2 separate regions of the Danio rerio genome follow, and region 1 is linked to region 2. The links are chromatin contacts, called in public Hi-C maps. All regions are on one chromosome and are shown on one strand. The core of a region is the stretch at or near the end of the contact, and the rest is flanking DNA. Distances in the headings are between cores, read along the strand shown.

Region 1 (5,706 bases), core at 1,689-4,188, 57 kb after region 2:
TATTTAATGACATGACGTCTTGTTATTTATGCAGGTTTAACTGCTTCATGCATCAAATAACTATTTATTGATTGAGATGTTGAATTCTTTCATCCTTTGCAATGTTTCCAAATTGTATTGTTTTATTGTTAGTAAAGCTGCTTTTGACCATAACATGTTTACACCTAAATAGTAAAAAAAAAAAAAAAAAGACCTGCTTCAGGGATTATATGCAGCATCCTTCATTTATTCTCTTAAGAATAAATAATTAATTCTCTTAAGAGCATCATACTCAGAAGGAAAATGTGCTTTACGCATCAGAATCGGTACTCAGAAGCATCAGAATCGGTACTCTGTATCAGCTGATCACCATGACAAGGTATCAGTACTCTGTATAGGCTGCAAAAACCCTGATCAGAGCATTCCTAAACAATACTTGAATTATTGAATTTTTAGATTTAAGACAGGTCAGATTTTATACAAATACATGGTTGATTTTAGAACTGCAAGTATATTTTGTGTCTCCAAAAGAAATATTTTATTTCTTTTCAAAAACAACATGTTTACTCTACTAAATTAAAGGATCATTTGCCTGGAACCTCTTATTTCTGTGTTATTTATAATTTCAATAATATTTTTGTGTCTGCCCCAATATTCTGGTAAAATTAAGATAGACCAATAGCAGATTAGTTATTTTTCAACCCTGTTATTGTGAAACTTTGTACTTACTTTTTAAAAACTATAACATGTTCTGTTTTAGAGATGCCGTGTGGTTTGAGGTTAGCATCTTGCGCTAAAGCACAAAATCGTGGAAAATTTCAACGTTGTTAGTGAATAAAAGTTCAACAAAATATGTTAAACACCAATTAGTAAAAAAATCAAATGTACCCCATCACATTAAGCATTTTGCAGAATTACAATAAATATTTGGATTAGTTTGTAATGGATTAGTTTATCATACATTATACATTTGTTTTACATCATTCCAGTTTACAGAAAATTAATGGAAAAAATGCTTGAAATGTACCCAATTTTAGAACAAGTCACGTTACAATGAATGACGATGGAACATTATTGCACCCACATCCGTGACCAACCAAACCACTACTCATTTGAATTGAGAAAATATTTGTTTATGACCACTTTTTAGTCATATATCACACATTAAAGTGAATTTTATATAAGTCTATTATACAGTCTATGGACTTGCTGTATCACAGACACCAATGTTTTAACATTTTTTTTTTAAATTAGCACTTTCTATAGCCATCTGATATTAGGCATGCACATATTTATGGCAATTGTGATTTTTGAAAGTATTACATTGCTTTGTAAATGTTTGTTATTTGTTGAGTCTTCCCATACAGTTGAACATAGCGATTGGACCCGAAAGCCACTTCGCATGACTTCACACTTAATAAGCACATTGACAATTTATTTTCACAAACATAAATTGAAACATTAAAGTAGACATATTACTTGCTTTTTATATATTTTCTGTGTATACAAAATACATTTTATTGCATAAACACACCAAGACACCTCAGCTTATGTTTATGATTTTTTTCAGGATACATTAATGGACAAAACGTTCAGAAGACCATCTGTATTTAAATTGAAAAGTCTTCACTGTTATGTTTAATTAATTAAAGACATCCACTTCATTAACGACGGAGAAATTTGTTAAAATAAATAAAGCGCAGTGATCCTAAACTGAATGGTAGTGTTCATAATGTAAGTTCTCAATCATTATGAATCCTAAGCATCCAAAATGAAAGCTCATTTAAGTTTGAACTCTAATGCCAAATGATTTAAGATCAGATCCTAAATGGGAAAAAGTGGAAAAACAATCTGCAAGCTTACGCTTTAACCAGATGAAGCAGAGATGAGCACTAAAAACACAAACAGTGTGTGTGAGGCGTTCAGTGTTTGACTTTGCTACTCTTTATTCTGAACTCAAACTGTTTTTACTTCTCAGAACTTCGCCTTTGTTACTCCAATCCCAGGCATTTCCTGCTCTCTCCTAACCGCAGCCTCAGCTTTACATATTGAAGCAAAGATTTCTTGTGGCCAAGATTAACTTGACCCTGATAATACACATTTTTTTGGTCATCGCAAACGCACAGGCAGGAAACTGGACAGATAAGATGCGTCTTTTTTGCTTTTTTCCCCTTTTGGCATTTACAAGTAAAGGCATCTACAAGCACATGCATATTGATGGCATTTCATGCCGTTCAGCCTTATAATCCTAAAATGTGAGCAAAATCATCGGTTTTATCAGCACTTTAGACATTATGCTAGAGAATCATTCAAACACTAGCTCTAAAGTGACGTTGGAGAATTAGTAACTGTTTCTGCTGTTCTGACATCAGCTGCAGTTGTGAATGAATGGCGGAAGAAAGTATTTTCTTGACAGAAGGGTTTTTAGACTGTTTGATTTCCTTTTTTATATAAAGGATTATGCCATCAAACTGTTGTACAAATGCAATATCACACTCATAGCAGTGTGATGTGGCTGTATATCATCACTGGTGGGACACTAAGCATGCCTCCCCACCAGTGTCGATATACAGCCACATCACACTGCTACGAGTGGGATATTACTCATATATAGTCTCATATTTTAATAGTGATTTTAGCTCCCCTCTGGAGTTTGGCAGTATAAATCATCCACTTACATTTGCAAAACATTATTTCGATTCATCGCAAGGACTTAACCTTTACAAGTGTCCACAATGACCCTTTTGTCAATCTATTGTACATTATAGACGCTCTTCAGAGTAGAGTTTTTCTCCATCTCTTCTCTCACCCCATCCCAGCCCTATCCTGGAAAAAAGAGCCATTTAGCGTTAAAGTTTGTTTTCTCAATCCAGTCTTCCCGGAGGGAGAGTAAACAGTGACGGCGCCCGGCCCTCTTTCCTCCCTGTTGACCTGCCGTTGGACCCAGATGCTCAAACCGCACAAACAGCCTTGCCGTCGCACGCTCTCACATCCTCTCTCCTCCTTGCCAGGTTAGATAAACGCACAGTCCGTACAAATAACACTGGTGCTTTTTTTTGGCCTGTTGAAAAGTGGCGCTCACACTAAACAATGGCTGAGGCTCAGTGACGTTAGTTGAGAGTCAGCGAGTCAATATTGAAACACCTGTCTGAGGCTGGGTGGCCATCGGGACCAGGGGCACAACCGGGGGAAGATGAGCCCGCCACAGACACAGTGGAAATCTTTTCTTTAAGAATAACGAAACGTGTTGTCCAAAAGCAGTAAATCTCATCTGCTCCTGCCCTTGTGTCATGCCTTAGCTTTGGATAATGTAGGATTGAGTGAGTCATAGTAACTGGCCGTATGGATGCGGTGTTATCCTGAAATCAAAAGTGCATTTGTGTGGATGGAATAAAGCCACGGGGAATCTAATCTGATTGCTGGTGCTCATGAGGGTAACGTGAGATCATATGAGGCTTATTTTGTTGTTACTGGCCCTTATAAGTAACAGTAAGAGAAGTAGGAAAACAAATTGCAACACAAATGATACTGTATATATATATATATATATATATATATATATATATATATATATATATATATATATATATATATATATACATACATTTTCTGTTTTATTTATGTTTATTTTTATTATTTTAGTTTATATATATATATATATATATTTATATATATATATATATATATATATATATATATATATATATATATATATATATATGTGTGTGTGTGTGTGTGTGTGTATATATATATATATATATAAACAAAAAACTAAAAACAAGATTCCACAGAGCTAAATGAAAATAACAGACAAATAAGACAAAATAGTTTAAAAAATGCAAACCAAATTCAACGCAAGTCCTTAAAAGGTACAAATCACAAAAAACAATAAATAAAAACAATCCTTCATTTAAAAAAACAATAAACTACAATTAACCAAATAAATATAAATTAATTAAACTGAATGACCTAATTAGCTATAAAATCAACAAAATGCAAAGACAACAAATTTTAAAACAACAACAAAAAAAATAGAGGAAAAAGCTTAGCATTCAAATGAATGGCTTAAATAATAATCTTAAACAATAAGATAAACAAATAAAGAAGTAATCAGCATTCGAAGTAGATCAAAACATTTCTACACAGTTGCCTTTTTTCAAATTCTTTTGAACCCACACACACACACACACACACACACACACACACACACACACACACACACACACACACACACACACACACACACACACACACACACACAGCGGTAACAGCACTCGTCCAGCCTCTTCACCCCTGTGTATTACTCTGCCCAAATAGAGCAACAAGTAGAGAACACTACAGTTTGACAAATATTGCTGCTGTTGGATAACATCATGTACTTTTGAGGATTTTTTTTTAGTGGAGAAAATAGTTATTTAGATTGCAACTATGCAGTTTATTTATAAGGATAGGGCCTATTTTAAAATACTTATAATTTCTGAGAGACCGCATTGGCGGCCATTAGCCTGTCATTGAGCAGACCGCAAAGACGGTTGACGTTGTCCATCCACAAAATGGCGACAGAGACTGCATAATAAGCCCTAAGAGGAAAACTACAGCTGAGGAAATCATTATAAAACAGGTAAAAGACTTTTTAAAGTCGATTTCTATCTTTTTTATGTTGTAGTATTTATACCATATAATTGTAGTGTGTCGAGTATGAGATGGGACTCATCTTAAAGTCTGTTTCTAATGAATCTCCTGTTTTCGCTACTGCAGACTAGTTCAGTAAACAGAAAGAAAGAAGAAATGCCTGCATGTGTTAAGCGTTTTTCCTTATCACAAACGCAACAGGAAAGTTCATCTGGTGGTAATTGCGTTCTTTTGGCTTTTTCGGGGTTAATTATTGTGATCTCCCTATTGCAACAAAGTAATACTGAGAAATCTCTGTAAACTGATGGCATTTCATGCCGTTCCGCCTTATAATCTTAAAATGTCAGCAAAATCAAGTGTTTTGTCATCACTTTAGACATTACGCCAGAGAATCATTCAAATACTAGTTGTAAAATGAAGTTGGTGAAGTAGCAACAGTTCCTGCTGTTCTGATGTCAGAGCGAGCAGAACTGTTGCGCATGGAAAAAAAAAACTTGCAATGCTTTTCTCACCACTTTTGGAGCTGGTTGAAGCAGTGCGAAAGCCGGGGATGCAGAAACACTGGAAGATGCTTTCACAACAACACCGTGGCGGCGCTTCAAGTGAGATTTCAGATTAGTCGGACTGCCCGCGTATTTTACAGATGCGCGGCACATTTTGCAAATTGCATCTGTCCTGTCATGTCGTCCATCCTTAAATCCATAATGTTGCCATACTTTAGATTTAAAACTCAGTGGGGAATAAAATGTTTGTTTTGCTTCTCGCGCTTTCTGAGGGCGCTCCACTAGCTTCATCCGCACACCTGATACACTGAGTTGTAGTGTGTGCACATCCGCAAATCCGTTGCTAAGGCTTACTTTATGTAGGTCGATTAAATTATGCGCCAAAAACAGGTTGACAACACTTGTTAATAAATAAAAAATACATTCTATATAAAAAATATAAGCTGTATCTCGGAAAAATCGATGCATCTCGCAAAAACCGATGCATCTCGATTTGCTTCCAAAATTTCATTCATCCTCTGCTGCTCAACCGATGCACTCGCATCGTGCACGCGCATGACCGCGTATCGATACATATCGGTTAATCTTCCCA
Region 2 (5,594 bases), core at 304-2,803:
TGAAAAAATATATAGCTTAAACTGCTAATAATTTTGACCTTAAAATGTTTTTTAGAAAATTAAGAACTGCTTTTATTCTAGCCGAAATAAAACAAATAAGACTTTCTCCAAAAGAAAAATAGTGTCAAGACATACCGTGAAAATTTCCTTGCTCTGTTAAACATAATTTTGGAAATATTTAAAAAATAAAAAAAAATTCAAAGGGGTTTATTAATTCTGATTTCCTCTGTATTCACATTTCCATTGTAGAATCAGAAATTTGTAATAACCTGTATGTGCTTTAAATGAAATCAATTCTATGTTATATATCGTTTTGTTTTATTATTATTTGTTTTACATTGATAATTTCATTTATGGCCATAAAATCAATTATAAATCTTAGTTATTCATTTATTTGATTCATATTTTTTATTCATTTATGTTTTCGTTATTCATTATATTAATCCTTTATTGATTTGATTTCTTTATTTTAGATATTTATTATTACCTGTTCTTATTGTTTAGTCTTAAAGTGATGGTTTCATGAAATGTTTCTCTCCACTGATATGAGGGCCTGTATCAAATTTAAGGTCTGTATAACAACATTGCTAAATTTGTGCTGTTCAGATGAAGTATAACAGCGCACTGAAACACATGCAACTAAGATTATTCAATAAACACTGCTCATTTCTTATCATCACTTCGTCTCCTGCTTCTGCTCTTCTCTGGCTTCTGTACACAGTCAACTCCTATATTTACAGTACACTGTTTGAATACTGGTTAACAGGTTTGAATATTGGAAACTCTGCTGACTTGTTGTCTAGATACCTGAAGAAGATTCAGGCAACATCATGGCGTCTGGGGCTGGATCTTATTTATCTGCCGTGGAAAGTGTGATCTCATCTAACACCACGAAAAAACTGGAAAAACTGTGCAAACTGTGATTTGTTGGGATGTCACTATGTTTTAAACCATTATCAGACTGAGGAGTAAATGTTGTTCTGATATTTACGGTTTAACAGTTTATTGTTGTTGTGGGTCCAACACAGAGATCCATGTAGTTATTATTAATTTGTGTCATCATCATCATCATAAGTCATGATATTCTGTTAGCGGTCAATGAGAGCTGCTCTTCGCTTCTCCTCCTCCTCAAGCAGCGCGTAACGGCGCCCGGTGGAGTGTAAACAACAGCAGCGAGGACGATAATCACAACGATGATCAACAAACTCAATCCTACAGTCAGACCTGTGGAGAAATTCACTCTTTTAATGCTTTAGGTAACTTTAAACAACTATAGAAATGAGTAAATTGAATATATTTAAGTTACTAAGACGTCAGCAGTCACGAGAAAGACAAATGACAAAGGATGTACTAACGTTACTATATGTCATAAAGCGTCACTGCAAAAGTTAAAAGGTTTCTTAAACAATTAAAACACATTTCATTACCCATGTGCTGTTGTCCTATGACATTTGCAAGTTGGTCCATGATATTTTAGGTGATTTCCTCCCACACTTTGATGGATTCAGGAACTCTCTTGTCCTGAAGAAGACTCGCGTCCCTTCCTGTTGTTCGTCACGTGACCACTAAAGTTAGCACTTTTTGAAAAACGGTCAAATAGGGCAAGATAATAAAACTAGACGAAAACATGCACAACTCTATTTATTTCATTAAGTTTGCTACCAATGCTTCAATATTATAATTACTTCTGTTGTAAACCCAATCTGCAGAAGTGGCCGATAGATGGCAGCACTGGGCGAATTATGAATGAGCGAATGGGTTTGATGTCCTGTTACTCATAAGACATTTTATTGCCTTTGACTCATATTTTATTGGCTTACACCCTTTATGTTGGGTATTTATAGGTCCAAACTGGGTTATTTAATCAACTTCAGCCTCCCTCACTTCTGACTAATTTAAACAAATAAATGAACTTTTTTTTAAACTTATTATTAATTATGATGTTTGAGTCTTTAAAAGAGACAGATATACACACTGGATTGAAAAAACCGTAGCCAGCCTGGTGAAAGCAGTGGTTATTTTATTTTTATATTTTAAAGTGAACCATTTTGCAGCTTTATGCCTTATTTTCTATTTAATTATGAGATTTAAATACTGCACTTTAGTCACATCTTAAGCAATATTTTTAGCTGGATTAGCTTGTCAGATAGTCATCAAACCACGCTTTTCAATATACCAAAAATATTTCCTAAAAGTTTATAATGAAAAAGTTCTTGATAATAAAACAATACTTATTTACATGATATAGAAACAAATGAATCTGTTGAGGTTTTAAATTGCAGTCTGCCATTTATTAGGCAAATAACAAACTGGCCAGCACATTCAACTTTCCTCAGTCAGAATTTAGCTATTTGATTAAAAAAATAATTAAAATAATAATAATAATAATAATAATAATAATGTGGAGCTTTTACAATTTAGCCTCTCTTGTAAAATAAAAAAAGTACATTTGAAAATTCATATATAACAACAATATCGTTAGTCAAAATATCATTTTCAATATGGTCCAAGTTTGGTGCTTCACACCTTATTGCTCATTTTTATTTAAAAAATAAGGTCCAAGATGGAATAACTTACCTGTATTTATTTTTTAAAACAATACAGTGATGAAAGATGACTTTTCTTATGGCAGATTGTAAAATATTTGTTAGCATTGCATTGGCCAAAACTGATGAGCTGAAGTCCCACCGAAGCAACAGCCAGCAGAGGATTCCGAGGTTCGCTTTTTGCAATGGGTTATTTTCACTCTTTATGATGGCATAGCAGTCAAAATAAGACAAATGATCTCATGTATGGTACAAATTCTGCACCTTTGTCAGTCCCCCCGTGGCTACAGGGCTATCGCCAATGTAAAATAATTGAGTTGCTAATGAAGTAGGCGGAGTTCACGGTTGACAGAAAGAGCGCGAAAAAGAAAGGTCATTGATTGAGACGAGGTAAGATGAATGTAACGAAATATTAGATTTTATGACAAACATTTCACGATAGAAATGTAAACGACCAACAACATCACTTAATATAAACTATTCAATCTTCAAATGTCGTCGTTTATTGTTGTAAAAATGGTATCATTTGAGTTCTTCAAGTTATTCGTCACGAGACATATTGCTTAAAGTACAACTACAATTGTTTTAAAACTAAAATCAGAAAGAATTTACTTCTTGTTATACTAACTTACTTAATATTTTCTAAAATACATTGACACGTGACATGTTTGATAAGGTATCTTTTGATACTGGTCTTGCTGATTTTATTGCTGGTCTTGTTGGTTTTAGTGCTGTTTTTGCTGGTCTTAATGCTGTTTTTGCTGGTATCAGTGCTCAGTGTTGGTCTCAATGCTGAAACCAGCAAGATCAGCATTGAAACCAACAAGACCAGCATCAAAACACACCTTACCAGAATATGCTGTTTTTTTCAGCAGGGATGTTATGGCCTTGTTAGCATATTTAATTTACACAAATTATTAGGCTAGTCAGTAACAAATATAAGATTCCCCCAAAAAACATTAGTGATTATTACTGTAGTCTGTTACAGTTAACGGTTTCAGTTTTAGTTGGTTAATAACCCTGACATCTTCCACTAGATGGCGCCACTTCCCCGATTATGACAGCGCGCAACAGTTGAGAAATGCTTAGCTCTGAATGGCAAGTTAACTAAACAACTTTGTATTTCCCAAATTACACAAGATTATATCGCAATCTGTTTATGTTTCAGGTTAGTCACTGCTATTTGAAGTCATCTGAGATATCATCATTTCCCACTTCACTTATTTATTTGTACCCTTTGTCTTTACCCCCAACACCTCAGACTAACAAAGGTAGGTGAAAAGTTCTGAGCCTTATGAAAACAATTATACTAACAGTATTGAGAATCGAAGGGAGCAGGAGGGGATGGAGGGCTGTGTGTGTGTTTATTTGTTGAGATAAGGAGGCATTCTATGCGCACAAAATGAGTTCATTAGGCAGTGGGCTGCAATGAAGAAACCCAGTTGCTTTTGATAAAGGGATTGCAACTGGGGAGGAATGAAAGGTTTCATTTCCTGTCTTCCCAAGGCAACATATCATTCAGATCAGCAAAGTGCGACGAAGGTTGGGTGACAGACAGGAGAACAGAGGAATAGGAGGGAGGAGAGAAATACCAGGATTACAAACAGGTAGTAAAGAAAACAAATGTGAAAATGGGTTAACATGATCAAAATGCTTTAAAGAAGACACAAGACAACATTAATGAATAACTAAAACCTTGTGAATAGCTTTAAATTTAAAACAGTTACCATACAGTAATTTTCCTTCCGACCATATCTGATTTTGCTAATTAAGTCTACATGTTGCTCTGTTTCTTGTTTGCTGTTTATTCGTCACACCTTTATAGCCTGTTTGGAACATGGTATAACTGCCTGTGATGTTTATAAGGTATGATGTGATCTCTCCATTAGGTTTTCCAAGGAAACTTCAGCTTTCATTGAATGCCAACTTCACTACAACGCAAACCGAAACACGAATTAAGCTTGTTTAGAATGCAACTATTAAACCAAGATTTTGAGCCTGTGATGTAACGCGTGTGCAGCACCAGTTTAAGCGTGAGTTTTTTATACACACTTCATTATATGTGACAGGACGCTCCCACTTTCAGACTATTATGATGCATTTAGGACAGTTTGCTAAGGCTGTTAATTAAAGGTAATAATGATGATAATAAAACTCAAATTCAGATTATGACAAGCATTTTAGCTGTCCACACCAGACATGACATGACAGAAACATTTAATTTGTAGCAACATTCAGAAGTACAGAATAGTGCTCTACTTAGGACTAGCGCCAGACGGAATCTGCAGACTTTTTTGCTATTTCTGCGCAGAATTTTGTTAAAAATCTGCAGATTTATGCGGAATAATTTTGGTAGTATCATAACTAAAACCTTAATTTATGAACTAAAATTTCATACCTTTTGAACTTGATTTAATGTTTACAATGCAAATCCAATTAGATCCACTTTATTTGGTAAACAAAGCCAAGTCTGTCATATAATATATCTACTAAAAGACAGAAAATATTACTTTGCAAACTGTATTGTGAATAAATCATATGAATCATATGAATAAATTATAAGAGCATTTTCATAAATGGGTCAACAATATTACTCAAGTTAATTTTAAAATTGAATAAATATAAATTTACACACATTTACACAATTAAATAAACAGCATCAATGTTGGGCTAAAAATCTGCGAAAATCTGCGGAATTCTGCGCGCACAGATTCCATGTGGGCCTACTTATGACTACACAACATAGACAGGCTGCCGGTTTCAGTATGTCTATAAATGTCAAGTAATATGGTAATCAATTCTGGTAACATTCAACTGTAAATAAAGTAAATAATCAGCACCTGAGGTGATAATAATCATATTAGTTTTTGCTGTTGTTCAGTAGGACTGTACGTTTAATTGAAATCGTATCGAAAGCGTTTTTTTTCCTAAATCGCCTTACAGCATGATTTTCTCACAGTATGCTATTTGAACTGATCATAACTCAGCACTCCTCCACGTTGCTTCCTTTAGCATTGAACGCACTTTGCGCTCATGCTACTTTGTCGT

What was found. A called contact is a pair of places that touch in the nucleus more often than the background predicts.
Region 1: a Hi-C map of embryo shows a contact between it and region 2, with 1.8 times the contacts expected there. The contact joins the enhancer-like site here to the promoter of si:ch211-225b7.5 in region 2. A contact is called at or near these places in 6 of 18 Hi-C or Micro-C datasets (caudal fin, embryo, fibroblasts and 2 more) and 1 of 4 datasets of contacts at active chromatin or transcription factors (caudal fin).

The regions. Positions count from the first base shown.
Region 1 is chr15:31,157,878-31,163,583 of GRCz12tu, forward strand. All of the region lies in intron 6 of blmh (bleomycin hydrolase), which reads right to left. Among named protein-coding and RNA genes, the nearest start is that of blmh, 24 kb to the right of the region's middle. Within about 2 kb of position 2,939, at least 8 of the 62 cell types and tissues checked have an H3K27ac peak or open chromatin away from gene starts, as enhancers often do.
Region 2 is chr15:31,101,926-31,107,519 of GRCz12tu, forward strand. si:ch211-225b7.5 (a long non-coding RNA gene) reads right to left here and starts at 1,554. Exons shown (of 2, transcript NR_170079.1): 1 at 1,428-1,554; 2 at 1-1,224.